Regions from separate parts of the Oryctolagus cuniculus genome. Here region 2 is linked to region 1. A link is a contact called in public Micro-C data. All regions are on one chromosome and are shown on one strand. Each heading gives the region's core, a stretch centred on a gene start, on an enhancer-like site or on the middle of the called end of the contact. The rest is flanking DNA. Distances are from core to core; before and after follow the strand shown. Region 1 overlaps CDH13 (cadherin 13). Region 2 overlaps CDH13 (cadherin 13).

What was found. Hi-C and Micro-C count contacts between places; a contact is called where the count stands out from the background.
Region 2: a contact with region 1 is called in a Micro-C map of ear pinna, with 7 times the contacts expected there. The contact joins two enhancer-like sites. A contact is called at or near these places in 3 of 6 Hi-C or Micro-C datasets (ear pinna, psoas muscle and an unstated tissue).

Annotation. Positions count from the first base shown.
Region 1 is chr18:64,812,191-64,816,339 of mOryCun1.1, forward strand. The region is part of intron 3 of CDH13 (cadherin 13); the gene reads left to right. Among named protein-coding and RNA genes, the nearest start is that of MPHOSPH6, 650 kb to the left of the region's middle. Within about 2 kb of position 2,146, at least 4 of the 8 cell types and tissues checked have an H3K27ac peak or open chromatin away from gene starts, as enhancers often do. A contact at or near this core is called in ear pinna, where this site is marked.
Region 2 is chr18:65,031,833-65,036,064 of mOryCun1.1, forward strand. The region is part of intron 5 of CDH13 (cadherin 13); the gene reads left to right. Among named protein-coding and RNA genes, the nearest start is that of HSBP1, 600 kb to the right of the region's middle. Within about 2 kb of position 1,424, at least 2 of the 8 cell types and tissues checked have an H3K27ac peak or open chromatin away from gene starts, as enhancers often do. A contact at or near this core is called in ear pinna, where this site is marked.

The sequences.
Region 1 (4,149 bases), core at 896-3,395:
ATTGGGACAGAAAATGTCCAAAGTAAATATTTAAAATTTGACATCAAGAAGACGGGAACTCTCTGATGCTAATAGGGTCATGCCATTCAGAGATGACAACATCTGGAGGCCAAAGACAAGACTGTTTGGGCCTCAGATCAAGATGAGGGAAGTCAGTGTGTGGAAACACATCCAGTTAGTTTAAATCCTTTGGTTTCTGATAAAAGGGAAAAAACAAACGTCCAGGCTGCTTACTTCCCATAGATGAAGGGCACCCACCTAGATTGTAGAGACAGAAGGCAAAAAAAATCAGACACATCCCAGCTTTGCATGAAGGATTCTGTGTAGAGGTGATAAAGTCATTGAATGAAATTTCTCTTTCCAGTTAATAAATGATGGGGAAATGGTAAAATCAGGTTTTGCAATTCTTAAGGTATTAGTAACTGCTAACTTAAAAGAGAATCCTGGACATTTGTACCCCCTGAAGGAAGGTACAACCTGATTTTGAGCCCCCACCAGAACACACACACAAATGAAACAAACAAAAAAATAAAAAACCAGCTGATCCTGAGCCAAAATACCAAACCTGAATCTGATCAAGCCTCCGGGGCATAGCTACCTATTTATAGGAAACTCAGCAGACAAGTGAGCAAGTTAAATGAGCACCTTAGGGATGCAATCAGGAAAACCTATACTGTGAAGAGGTACAGTGTCCAACAAACAGTTGCAAAACTGCAATAAACAAAAATGGACAGGAAGCTCTAAAAATTAAAATTTAAACACAATAAAGAGGGTGTCCGCTATTGTCCTAACTGCTCCACTTCTGATCCAGATCCCTGCTGGTGGCCTGGGAAAGCAACAGGGTGGCCTGAGTCCTTGGGCCTCTGATACCAACAAGAGAAACTTGGATGGGGCTCTTGGCTCCTGGCTTTTTCCTGACCCAGCACTAGCCATTTTGGCAAATGGGGAGTTGGCCTGTGGATGGAAAATCTCTGTGTCTCCCTCTATCCTGTAACTCTTTCAAAAAAAATTTTTTAAAAAGCAGTAACAATGCATCATCATGTTTGGTTCTCATTTCTATCCTAATTCACAAAGAAATTAACAATGTAAGTGAGAGAAATCCAGAGATTAGATATCTGATGGTATTTAGAGAGCATTGCTATTTTTCATACAGCCAAGTATTGTACTAGGTTAAAAAGAGCCTCACTCTTCTGTAGACACATTAAAAATTTTGTAGGCAAAAAGGAATTGTACCTGGGATAATCTTGAAGACCATCTGGGAGGGGATTAAGCAGTGTCCCAAGGCAAGTCTTCAATTTAGTGTTGAGGATGAGTGATGGATACAGAGAAACTCATATGGTATTCTCTACTCTGATGTGTCTTTGAAATTTTAGCCAAAAAAAAAAAAATAGGATTAAATGACTTCCTGTCTCTGCAACGGGCTTTCCATCTATGATAGTCCCTGGGCACAGCACCAAAAATGGGTCAGTCCCACAGTTGTGTGGCAGCTGCCCCACCCCAGCAGTGAGGGGTTCCCAGCTCCCTGTCCCCCTCTAGGTCGTGGGTGGCAGGCCTTGCCTTGACCTGGAGGATGGCAGGTGTGGCCGGTGCACTGTGCCATCTTTCAGACAGTGCCTCACTTTCTAGGAACCATGCTTCTCAATCTTCTTCAGCAAACAAAAGGAAAGACAGACTTCTCATTAGTGGGGAAGTGTTTATGATCCAGTTTAGAATTTAGTGACTAATGAAGACCCACATCTCCTTGGCCTATTTTTCCCAGCGCTAACCAATTTTAACAACTATTTTTTTCCAATGTGCTGTCTGCTAAGGGAGAGGTGATTCAGGCTATGAATTACTGTGCTATAAATAGCTACACAAGAGTCAAATGAGAACCTGGAATCACAGAGTTTCTTTGCATGAAGTCAAGCTATTTTAGAAATGCAGGGTCTCCTACAAGGAGGAGACAGAAATCATCCACGTCAAGATTCCGATTTTAATCACGGATGGGGAGGAGGCTATAAAATGGTCGTGTGGTTTTTATTTTCTGCATACAATCTCACACACTCAATCCCAAACCCAAAGCATTGATAAAGGTTTAAGCATTTTAGAAATTTTAAATTGTTCGAACCTGACCGTGATCAGAATCCCCATCATTTTAAGAATCTTCTGTTGTATGTCTACGACTAAAAAGTCCCGTGAAAAGTTGAATTCGCGTACTCAAGAGTAGAACCCGAGCCACTTCCGTGAGGCACTCATGGCGGAGAAGGAGAGGCGAAGTGCTCTGGTAATTTTCAATTGCTTCGCCCACCGAGAAGCGCCTGCAAACGACTGGATGTGGCCATTTGTTCCGTAAGCTTCTGTGACTTGCAAGTAACTTGGGGCCTTTGCCGGTGAAACAGTCGGGCAGGTGTGTCAGACGCTGCCGAGCCTCCAGCGTACACAGCCAAGTAGGATTAGAGTGTGGCCGAGGCAGACCTGGGCCACAGGAAGGGGGAGACACTCTGTCAAGTTTCAACAGCCTGAGAAGTTAAAAAGGACTCCCAGGGGATGTGGGAAAAGTACCAAGAATGCGCTAGTGAGCTCATTCCAGAGAAATGCCACGTGGCTGGTTTTGGAATGACTCCTCAAGGCCCTGGCACGTCCTGCTTGCCCCCTGCCTGGTGGTGAAATGGGGGTTATTTCTGTCCATGCACACATTTGCTCCTGTTTCCCCCGGGGACACATTCTCCGCCTTGCCTTGCTGGTGCCATTTTCTCTTTGGAAAACAGCGTTAACTGGGCAAAAGGCGTTTGCTGGGCCTTTGGGGGGGGGGGGGGCGAGAGTTGTTTAGGTCTGTAATTTTCCGGGCAGGCTGTGGACGCCTTCCTGATGAGACATCCTCATCTCTACTCATTCAATTGAGAATTTGCTGTTTAGCCACAAGAGGGCTTTGGGCACTGGCTCTGGAGACAGCTGTGGCCTTTAAGGCACTAAGGGATCAAGCCAGGTCCTACTCCTCAAAGACTGAGGGAGATGGAGCTGAGGATTCTTGTTGATGACCGCAGGGAGTGAGTGTGGAGGTGCCACGTGGCACGTTTCGCCGTGTGGTGAGGGTTGACGTCAGAGGCTCCCTAAGGGGGGATGGGTAGAGGAGTAGGTGCTGCCCTGGAGAAGCTAACTGTCGAACGAGCTCACGATGGAGAAAGATGGGCTGGCTGGCTTCTGGGCAGCGTCTGAACTCTGGTCTTGGTCTCCCAGGAGGTTACCACTTTTGGGAAACAGACAGAACGCGGAGTCCGTGGGGAGGATCTGGTCGAAGGCCTGCTTTTGCATTGATGCTTTTTTTTTTTTTTTTTTTTGACAGGCAGAGTGGACAGTGAGAGAGAGAGACAGAGAGAAAGGTCTTCCTTTGCCGTTGGTTCACCCTCCAATGGCCGCCGCGGCCAGCGCGCTGCGGCCGGCGCACCGCGCTGATCCGATGGCAGGAGCCAGGAGCCAGGTGCTTTTCCTGGTCTCCCATGCGGGTGCAGGGCCCAAGCACCTGGGCCATCCTCCACTGCACTCCCTGGCCACAGCAGAGAGCTGGCCTGGAAGAGGGGCAACCGGGACAGAATCCGGCGCCCCGACCGGGACTAGAACCCAGTGTGCCGGCGCCGCTAGGCGGAGGATTAGCCTAGTGAGCCGCGGCGCCAGCCAACATTGATGCTTTTTTTTGTTTTTTAATTTGGAGAGAAGAGGCCACATATTGGGGGGACTTGAACAGAACAGTCGTGGTTGGGCAGAAAGCAGTTGTGAGAATTTCTGTGGTGGGGTGTCTGGTGGGGAGCGCCCACAGCATGGGGCCAGAAGAACCTGATTCTTCACAGATTCCTCCCCTGGGCGGAGTCGGTGTGTTCCACCCTGGGAGGTGGGCTTGGGAAAGAGTGCCAGCCATCCTATGCCACCCCAAGCTCCTATAGCCTACTGCCCTGGGAGGTCTCTCCAACCTGGATGGACTGACAATTGAGCATGGGTCAGGCGCAGGCCAGGGCACTGCTTTTCTGGAAGGGTGTGGTCTCAAATTTGGGCTCTGCTGGGTTTGACTGAAGCCATCAGCAGGTACATAGGAGACCTCCTAGATCCTGCACCCAGAGAGGGGGAGAGAGCAGGGGTGAGAGAGAGTGTGAGAGCGCAGGGGTGAGAGAGACAAAG
Region 2 (4,232 bases), core at 174-2,673, 220 kb after region 1:
TTCCAGTCCAGGATCCAAGCAGGACAGCTGGCCTCACAATGAGCCTCCCAGCCACGGTATCGGGTCGGGGTGTCACCGCCGTGTTACAGAACATACAACCAGGACACGGCAAAATGGCAGGGCCTGCTGAAGCAGACACCCACGAGCACAGATGAGAGACAAGAGCCCGTGCCCAGACCTCCTGGGTTGGATCACAGCAGATGCCAGCTTCCAGTGGGGGTGATGACAACATCTTTGGGGTACCCGACGTTGTCCCTGTCACTTAATAGACACTGAAAGACTCAGATACCATTGTAAGGGTTTCGATCCCCACTTGATGGATAGAATTGAAGTTCTCAGATGAAAACTGAGTGCCTCCTAGCTGCCAAGCAGACCATCTCAGGATGCTGTAACCTCAGACTTCGGTCTCCTAAGGAGTAGGCTGCCCTCTCACATGATGGTGTGCACAACTTTGCAAGTGTAGGTGGAGCCAGCTGGGAATGCAGGCAGCCTCCTTAAATACCAGGACCTTCTCTTCTAAATCAGCTACCCTCAAGTTCACACCGGCAATGTGGCCTCCACGGCCTTTTTATCCAGTGCGATCGTTTATTTTAGTATTGCTCTTCACTTTGCAAGAATTCAGCAGGCCGTCGGCACAGGGAAGTCTGGAAGCCTGTGGGTCCCTAACGCCTCTGTGTTTTGTTGGAAGACCGTGTGCGGCTTCAGTGCAAGGTCCGTGCACATTTTGCTCACCACGACCTCTGCCTTCAGCATTCCCGACGACTCTGGGCTCTCTTGCTGCCCAGGTCTGAACTTGCAAAGGGAATGCAGTGTTTTGCATCGTGACACATGATCGCCACCCACTGGTAAGAATGTTTTTGCTGCAAAGACTTTACAAGGTGTAGGCTTGGGGCAAAAGTCCACCGTTTCCCAGGCTTTCAAGGTCGATGTCTGGCTACCCAAGTCTAAGGAGGGTTAAATGTGTCAGCTTCAGGTTGGTTTGCAGAATCTCAGATGTATGTCCATTAATTGTCCCATGAAACGATAAATAAAACTCTGCTTGTGCGTCTTGAATCATTCGTGTCAGCGTACTTTGTCCATCTGCAGAATTTCAGTATCTCAGCTGAGACCACTTGTCATGGCTAGAGTCCTCATCCAGACTGCCAATCACAGGTGCATGATGGAACAGGACACTGCGGGTGGATTTCAGAGTTCTGACTTGTAAATAGGATCCCATCGTGTTGCCACACCAAATCCCGTGGAAGAGTCGCCTACGGAGAAAATACCCACTGCGTTCCATGATTTGCTTCATGTGTTTGAAAGTGCTCAACAATTCCCCTAGGCAGAAACTTCCTTAGTTTGAAGACGAGAACTGGAGCATGAAGAGGTTAAGGCACCGCCCTGTGTCTCTTGCCTAGAAAATGCGGAGCTGCGAGTCACACCTAGAAGATGTGGCACTGGAATCTTTCTCACTGGGCAACGGGGCCTCTCTCACCCATCTGGTCTGGGAGGAGGCCGTCTTCTTCCCTATGAGCTCTCCCCCAGAGGCTGCCTGGGACGCTCTGACCCAGTCGGCGTGGACAAGCCCTCGTCCACACAACTTCTGTGGCTACAGGGTGACCTCTCTGGGTTCCACCCCTCATCGAGGGAAGCAGCAAGCAATTATCTTGGAGAGGAAAACAAAGCTTTTGGACTAAGTATTGATTCCTGTCCCGTCTCTTGCGATGCAGAGAGAATTCAGTAGCATGTTTGGGGACCAGAAGAGAACATTAAAATAAAGAAAAATTGGGCCCCTGGCGCTTGAAAAATTTCCCCAGATCCTTGAAGACAATTTCATTTTTTTTTCTCAGGGAACTTGATGCTTCTTTAGATGGAAAATTTTTTCACCTAAAATATCACACCAGCTGCCCTGCAATTCTCCTCTTGGCCTGCTTATTAAGAAATGCTGCTCTTGCAGCAACAAATCTCAGCTTTCTTAGCTTCTGGAAAACTGTAAAATAATTAACTATCCTTTAAAAAGGCATTGTGGGAAATCCGTGTGGCTCCAGTCCTCTAGCTGAGCGTCTGCACGTGAGCCACTCTGAACTTGAACCTGACAGTTCAGGGGCGCTGGACGTGATCACTTAGAGGTCGCTCCTAGCAGCAATGAATTCATGAACTCGGATTAAGTGATAACAAAAACACTGAAATTTCCCTCTATCTCTCTTCGTTCTTGAAGAATAGGTTAACGTATATGGATTGTATTTCACAACTAGCACAGAATTGAGCATTTCGCCATGGATGTTTTTATGATCTCTGGTTTCCATTCTTTTTAATAGCCTTGGTGCAGTATTAAAAAAGAGCATCTTGGTTGTAAAAGCTGTTTTAGAAGGAAAAGTTGTTCTAGTAAAGCAAACATAACATATATGCCACTTTCTCAAGAGGAAGCCTTGGTAGTAACTCGGTCAGGAAGGGAAACACTTAGTGGGCTTCAGCAATGATGAGACCCCAACCCCAAGGCAGCAGTGGACTTTGGACTTGCGGTTGCTTTGGAAGAAATGAGCAGGCTCTTCCTGTTTTTCTGTGACAGACTGGAAATCGCACGCCATTGGAAAGTTGCGAGAATCCAGATTAAAACTCCCAGCTCAGCAAAAGTGTTTTCTTAGGCAGCGGTGCACAAATCAGGCTGGGTGATAAGCAGCCTCTCAAATACCAAAAACAAACAGCAGGGATGCACTGGTTGCGCGTGATCTGTAATCAGCAGAAGTTGGAGGACAGTTACGTTCCATGCGGTCAGGCTACACGAGGTCATGACAGTGCCATGTTTTTAAAAATTTTTATTTGTTAGAGAGGGGAAGAGAGAAGGAGCTCCCATCCACTGGTTCACTCCCCAAATACCCACAGTGATACCCAGTCAGGAACTCAACCCAGATTTCTCCCGTGTGTGGCGTGGTCCCAGTACCGTTTATCCTGCCTCCAGAATCTATGTGAGCAGGAAGCTGGAGTAAGGAGGGGAGGGAGGAAGGAGAAGGAGGGAATGAATGAATCTTCCATCTGCTGGCTCACCTCCCAGATGGTTGCTATGGCTAGAACCAGGCCAGCCTGAGGCCAGGAGCCCAGCTTCTTCCATATCTCTCACTTGGGCGCAGGGAACCATGGATTTGGGTCACTTCTGGTGCTTTCCCAGGTACATTAGCAGGGAGCAGGATTGGAAGTGGAGTAGCCGGGACTCGAACCAGTGCCTGTGTGGGAGGCTGGCACTGCAGGTGGTGGCTGCTTTACCCACTATGCCACAGCGCTGGCCCCCATTACCACCTAAATCTTGTTCTCCACGGCAAAACAAGAGAACATTCCAGAAATGTTCTCCTAGAAGTGAAACACCACACTTACTGAATTTCATAGACCATAATAATGTCATAGCTGCCACCAAACTGCAAAGAGGAAAATACCATTCTGTGTATGCTAAGAAGAGCGTCTGCTGGGTTATCTCTGAGCTTGGAAAGCCTCACCCGCGTGGTCAGTGTGGACCGCGTGCTTGGTGTGCCAGGCAGCGAGCGTAGCCGACTGTTTCCTCTGCACATGACCCTGTAAGGTCTGCGCTTTCATCATGCCCTTTGTCCAGATGAGGAGACTGGGATCCAAGAGATTACAGAATTTTCCCAGAGGTGCTTCCCTACCCATTAAGAGCCACATCCACGTGTGCTGCCCCTCTCTGGGGGCCTCTGCAGGCCTTGGCTAAGGAGTTTGCTCACAGAGAGGGAGGAGAGCCTCTGCTGCCCTCATTTACGCATTAGCGGCCAACCATCAGCACGTCAGGAAGGCGTGGTCACTCCCGAGTTGCAGCCGCTCCCTCCGTGCCATTGAGAAACAGATAATACATGAAGTTGCATTTCAAGTGCAAACAAATGATTGTTTCATGTCTTGGACATAGAAAGGTAATTTAATGTAATGAAAATACATGGGGAAAATTTAACTTTGTTAAATGTTTGAATAAACATTGAAAATAACACGTTGCATTTAGGGGACTATATAATCAATTTGGAAGGATAGGTATGCATGAGAAAATTCTGAAATACTTTATATGTGTATACATTATTCATATCTGATTTATATTTTGCATTAATTATAGATCAGGTAGGATTGGAAGTATCCATCTCTATACCCATCTATGCAGTAGAGTTTAAGGCGTGTATACAATTTCAAATTTTCATGTGTTGTCACTTTAAACACTAAAGATAAACAAGTATAAATAATATTTTTAGTTAATCCAAACA